Linked DNA regions of Zea mays: region 2 is linked to region 1. Evidence: chromatin contacts called from public Hi-C data. All regions are on one chromosome and are shown on one strand. The core of a region is the stretch at or near the end of the contact, and the rest is flanking DNA. Distances in the headings are between cores, read along the strand shown.

What was found. A called contact is a pair of places that touch in the nucleus more often than the background predicts.
Region 2: a Hi-C map of leaf shows a contact between it and region 1, with 2.4 times the contacts expected there. The contact joins the promoter of LOC100384325 here to the promoter of LOC103639629 in region 1. A contact is called at or near these places in 8 of 25 Hi-C or Micro-C datasets (bundle sheath, ear, leaf and 1 more).

Annotation. Positions count from the first base shown.
Region 1 is chr9:161,778,439-161,781,277 of Zm-B73-REFERENCE-NAM-5.0, reverse strand. LOC103639629 (probable helicase CHR10) reads left to right here and starts at 1,395. Exons shown (of 18, transcript XM_020544007.3): 1 at 1,395-1,465; 2 at 1,561-2,078; 3 at 2,193-2,714; 4 at 2,802-2,809. The coding sequence starts at 2,525.
Region 2 is chr9:162,038,137-162,041,019 of Zm-B73-REFERENCE-NAM-5.0, reverse strand. LOC100384325 reads left to right here and starts at 1,312. Exons shown (of 10, transcript NM_001176878.1): 1 at 1,312-1,430; 2 at 1,509-1,704; 3 at 2,391-2,471; 4 at 2,625-2,676; 5 at 2,796-2,883. The coding sequence starts at 1,353.

The sequences.
Region 1 (2,839 bases), core at 146-2,645:
ACTCTTTCCTGCGATGGTTTGTCACGCACCGAGCGTGAGTCTATCGGCCTCTCGGACGCACGTGATCGCATCAGTCAGATGTTCGTGGGGAACAGATCTTCTTCTGGTCTTCGTGTAGATCTCCTGGACTACCGTGCCCTTGCCTCGTATAATCAAGCCAGAGCGCAAGAATAAGTTGCGACGTAGGTTGAAGTGCTACTGCCCACCGTGCTCTTGACTCGTCTAATCGGGGCAGAGCGTAGAAGTAGGTTGCGGCGTAGGCTGAAGTGCTACCGTGTGTAGGGATGCTCAGGCGATGTCGTCATGTCTTCTCCACCTGTCAGCCTTCGCCTTGGTACCTCGCTCACTACAGTGGGGCCATGATGGCAGCAGCCCACACGGTGCAGAGAGTCAAAGGTCCCGCCTCGGTAACACACGAGACACTGTGTGGTCCGTGTACTTCGGTCGTATCGCCGACCGCTAGAGTGGGCATGTATATGTCTTGTCCGTAGTTAATGGTGAGGCGCGTTATACTCCGGAGGTCGGTATCGGTTTCCCCGGTGGTTCACACTATGTGTCGCATGATACGTGGCAGCGCCGGGCTTCGCCTGGTGAGCGGAGCAACGATCATCACCACTCTTTCTTATGATAGCTCCAGTCCACCTCCTCGTGTAACACCCTTAATTTTAGGGTATAAAACTTTATTTACTATATACTCAAAATTTAGGTGTTACTCTTTACTTTCTTCGCTTTTCTTTTCCCTTTATTAAAACAATAGAGAGTTATTTGTTCTATGTTGGCGTGATCTCTAGAAGTGCCTTGTTTGTTGCATTCTTGCTATTGCATAGTGTTTCTTAGTGTAAGAAGTGTTTGAAACATGTTAATATATCTATGTTAATATATCTTTTAAAAGTTTTCGGTAAATTTTCATATTTTTTCTAAATATTTTTCTACTTTTAAAAATTTAAAATCTATTTATTTGAGGTACTTAAAATATTTTCAAAAGTTGTAAATATGTTTTTTGAATTCATTAGATGCCAAATCATATCTACGATTTTTTCTAGAATTTTTGAAAATTCCAAATCATTTTTCGAACATTAAAAACGATATCAGCCCTGTGATATCTACCCACGTGGACTTGTAGGGCCCACCAACTGCTTCCCACGTCTGTGCGAGACTGCGACCCAGGAAGTCTATGCGACTATGCCCAGCAGGAAATCAGCTCCCGCTCGACCCCCTCCCTCCTGAGACTTTTGCCATTATGAAACGCCGTAGATGTGACTTCGACGAAACGGAGGCGTTGGCGAGGGTTTCGACGATATGAAAAACCAGGGGAAAGACTCCACTCTGAAATAGACTGACAATCGATACTAGCCGTTGAGAGAACGAATAACCATCCTCCGTCCGCGCGCCGTTGTCTTCTGCCGTCTCCTTCCCTTCTCTCTCTCGCCGATCTTGCCTCTTGCCTGGGAGATCTCCTTGCCTGGTATAGGAGTGGTTTTTCCCTCCCTGTTCCCCTCTCTTCCTTCCATCCGAGATCTCTTCTTCATTCTCCATTTACCTGCTGTTGGGAATCTGCAGAACCTCAGCGCCGGACGCAAGCTTCGTACCGAGGCCCTGCTGGTACCTAGCGTCAGTAGCTTGTTGCTTCCTGCCCCATTCCCGGATTCATGGTTTCTGCTTTGGTTCTGCTACCTCGCTTAGTTCGTTTGTTGCGTGAATCTTGGTTTCTTCAGACGCTGTTTACATACATACATATTGTGCCGATCGACAGGTGAAGGGAATTGACCGAGAAGTGCTGCTGCCAAAAGATGGGCACCAGGAAGTGGCTGAGGTCGCGCTGCAGCTGGGGAAGTACTGCATAGATGACCCCGTCAAGTCCCCGCCGGGCGGACGGAGGATGGTTATTCGTACTGCCAAAAGAATGGGAGGTTGTGTACTGCTCGGTGCCAACCTCGCCGGGCGGGCTCTACCGGACGCCCTTGGCCGCCTGGTATTCAAAACCGACGAGATGGTCCAGGCGGTGGAAGCGCCTGACGTGGTCAGGAACAAGGTGTCGTTCTCCGTCTTTGGCCTAGAGGGCGCAGTGTCATTGAAAGGTAGGCCAGACATTTTCCATGGAGCCGGTTTCTTGGGCACATGCTGCACATCCATTCAACAACTGTGTAATCTGATCGGTTTTTCGATGTGTTCTTTCTATGCTGGGCGTGCAGGTAAGCTGAATGTGCTGGACAGTAAATGGATTCAGGTCGTGTTTGAAGCGCCGGAACTGAAGGTCGGCTCCTTGGGGTTTCAGTACGGTGGCGAGAGCGAAGTCAAGCTGGAGAAGGGAAGGAGATGGGAGAAGACAACAGCGCGCGGACGGAGGATAGTTATTCGTTCTCTCAACGATTAATATCGATTGTCAGTCTATTTCAGAGTGGAGTCTTTCCCCTGGTTTTTCATATCGTCGAAACCCTCGCCAACACCTCCATTTCGTCGAAGCCACATCCGCGGCGTTTCATAATCGCAAAAGTCTCCTCCCTCCCACAGCCACAGTCCCCCCATGGCTGCGACTGCAACCTCCTACGAGCGCCGCCTGCTCGCGGCAGCCGACCTTGTCCTCTCCGCCGACGCCCAGGACAAAGGAATCCGCCTCCCGGACCTCGGCGTCACGGCCGACCTCAAGCCGCACCAGCTCCATGGCGTCGCCTGGCTCATCCGCCGCTATCGCCTCGGCGTCAACGTCGTACTCGGTACGTTCTCAAAATTCCCCCATCTCCTTCCCATTGCTAGCCTACAGCGCTGGCTTCTCATTCTATGTCTATTCCGTTCGCTCGCAGGTGATGAGGTGAGCTTTCATCCGCCCCCCCCCCCCCCC
Region 2 (2,883 bases), core at 63-2,562, 260 kb before region 1:
CGAACAATTTGCTCACGCCTGTAGAGCCTGACCTAGGGTGCTTTAAGTATCGTGCGAGCCTGACTCCATATCTGTACGCATGTAACTAAACACACATCTCGTACGCGTAGAGTCTGGTTGACAACAACCAAACACCAGCTCATTACATCCCGCGATGCAAGCACGACAGACAACCAACAACGAAACGCGTTCATAGGCTGCGCGCCGATGAGACGAGGCAATATGTCCTCCAGACGAACCATACTCTTGCAGCCCAGCCCATTTTATAGTTGGATTGGCACCTCCCTCCATCTCTGGTAACATAACAACAATCCGCATCCATGCGGGATCAGGATAGCTTTATATGCTCTTTCCCGATGGTCGGTGAAGGTTCAGGGGGTGTTTGAGAACAAAGTTTTTCTGCAGTATTGAAGCAATATTGTAGTATTGAGCAATACTATGATATTATATACTTTGAGGTGTTTGACAACTCATCTGAAATCTCTGTATACTAAACTGTAGTATTGTAAATACTGCACTTGTTTTGCTGTTTTTGAAACTTTGGTCTCAGCCAAAGTTTTTCTCTGTAAAGAGAGCGCCAGCTGGGTCCCGCTCTGGCTGATTGGTCTCAACCAAAGTTTTTGCCAAACACCTTGATATATTGGATACTGTTGTATTCGAAAACTGAAGCATTATAAACTGTAGTAATGTCATGACTAAAGTATACTTTAGTATTTGAAAAATTGCAGTTTGGAAAAACTGTGTTCCCAAACAGGGCCTCACTTGCTTTAAGATCTGTTTAGTTGAAGCGTTGCTCGGGAAAAAAAAACTATGTATATTTTATTGTCTCTTCTTAAACAACTATAAAAGACCCGTCTATTCTACTCATTTAAAAAAGCAGAATTATGTTGCTTTAAAAATATAATACTATAAAAAACAGCTATCCCAACTCCTTTTCTCTGTCCAGTCGATGTACCTTATTTTAATGCACGACTCCACTCCAAATCGCAATGTTTTGCTTTGGAAACTAAAACTTATGTTTAAAATTAATTTTTTTCTATGGTATTTGCGGATGGTAGTGACTCTTATAAAAGATAACCTAACAAAACGAAGATGGAAGAGATGTTTGAAGTACAATTTTTTAATGAAAATAAAAGTATTTAATATATTTTTTTGCTATATATGTATATATAACTATTTTTTTGCCTTTCCATATAGATAGACCTTCTAGTATTAATCAATATTATGGGGGATTAGGAATCTAACAGAGTTCACATTAGAAAAATCTTTTAATCATACATGAAAGCCGGCAGCCACGCCACACGCCAGCAATTCACCGGCGGCTTCCGCTCCAAGCTTCAGCCAAGCCGGAGATGGCGGGGAGCCTGCACCTTCCCGTGGTGGACCTCGCGTTGCCGGACCTCCGCGCCGCCGCTGAATCCATCCGACAGGTGACTCCACTCGATCCCCAGGCTCCTGAAAAACAACACCCAGAAAGAATGAGACTGCGAGCTTATTTGGTTGCGCAGGCGTGCGTGGAGCACGGGTTCTTCTACGTGACCAACCACGGAGTGGACCGCGGCCTGCTCGAGGCGGTGTTCGCGGAGAGCAAGAGGTTCTTCGACCTGCCTATGGAGGATAAGATGGCGCTGCTCAGGGGCGCAAACCACCGGGGTTACACGCCGCCCTACGCCGAGAAGCTCGACGCCTCTTCCCAGTTCGTAGGTCCGATATCTCTGCCCGCACCTGCTGCTCCTCTGCACTGGAGTCCAATGGAGTGTCTCGCACAACTTTTTTTTTCTTCTTCTATAGAATGAATCACTGGCTGCTGCCATAGCTAAAACTGAACTGAATCATAATAATACTGTAATAGCATTGTTTTTGTTTCTGTCACAACAAAACGTGTAGTGGGATAAGGAATTTAGGCAGAGGAAGGGTCAAGGAGTTTTCATTTAGCCCTGGTGATAGGCAGAAACGTTTAATAGGACACTTTTCCCTGGTGATAGGCAGAAGCGTGAAGGAATTTTCGTTTAGTCAATCTTACATTGCTTCAGCTATCTGATTAGACTGTGATGAATCTAGAAACTAGGTGCAGTGGGTTGAGGACAAGTCCATAAAGAATAGACAAATACTGAAGAACCCATTCTGCACATTGTTATCTCTTGTTGTTTGAAGGTACAACCACACTTCTGTACCATTTCTTCTGGTCCTTGCAATAATATAGTGGAATCTGTCGGGATATTTTTTTTGAGCTTTTGTCTCCTCCTTGTAATATTCCTATACTGAATTCCTTGTAATTTTGTTTGCTTTCCTTATTGAAACAGAAGCAGATCTTCTGCTAACAACATGTCTCATTAAAAAATAGAGACTGTTTAATCTCCTGCTGCTTTCTCAAATATGATATATTATAGGAGACCTTAAGGAGAGTTTTTACATTGGGCCTCTTGATGATGGTGATATGCATAACGATGTAAACCAGTGGCCTTCTGAAGGTACTTATCCGCTTTACCATCTCTTAGCAATAGATAAGTTTTCTAACTGTTCTCCACTCCTCCTGGATCATCTAATTGTCTATGGACATCATGCATATGATCAGATTCCATTTTATGCTTTGAACATCTGCTTCTTTCTCTGCCTATCTGTAGAGCGCTTGCCATCTTGGAAGGAGACAATGAAGCTATACTTTGCAGCTGTTCTGTGAGTATTAGAAAAAACGTTGATTCCTCACAACAAAATAAAGGTTTTTGTAAGAATGTTTGTGTATTTGTTAAACAATTATATCTTATTAATTGATGGTGTTTCTTATTCCCTACTAGGGATACTGGCACAAGGATACTCTCTCTAGTTGCTTTGGGTTTGGATTTGGATGCTGATTTCTTTCATAAAATTGGTGCATTGAAATGC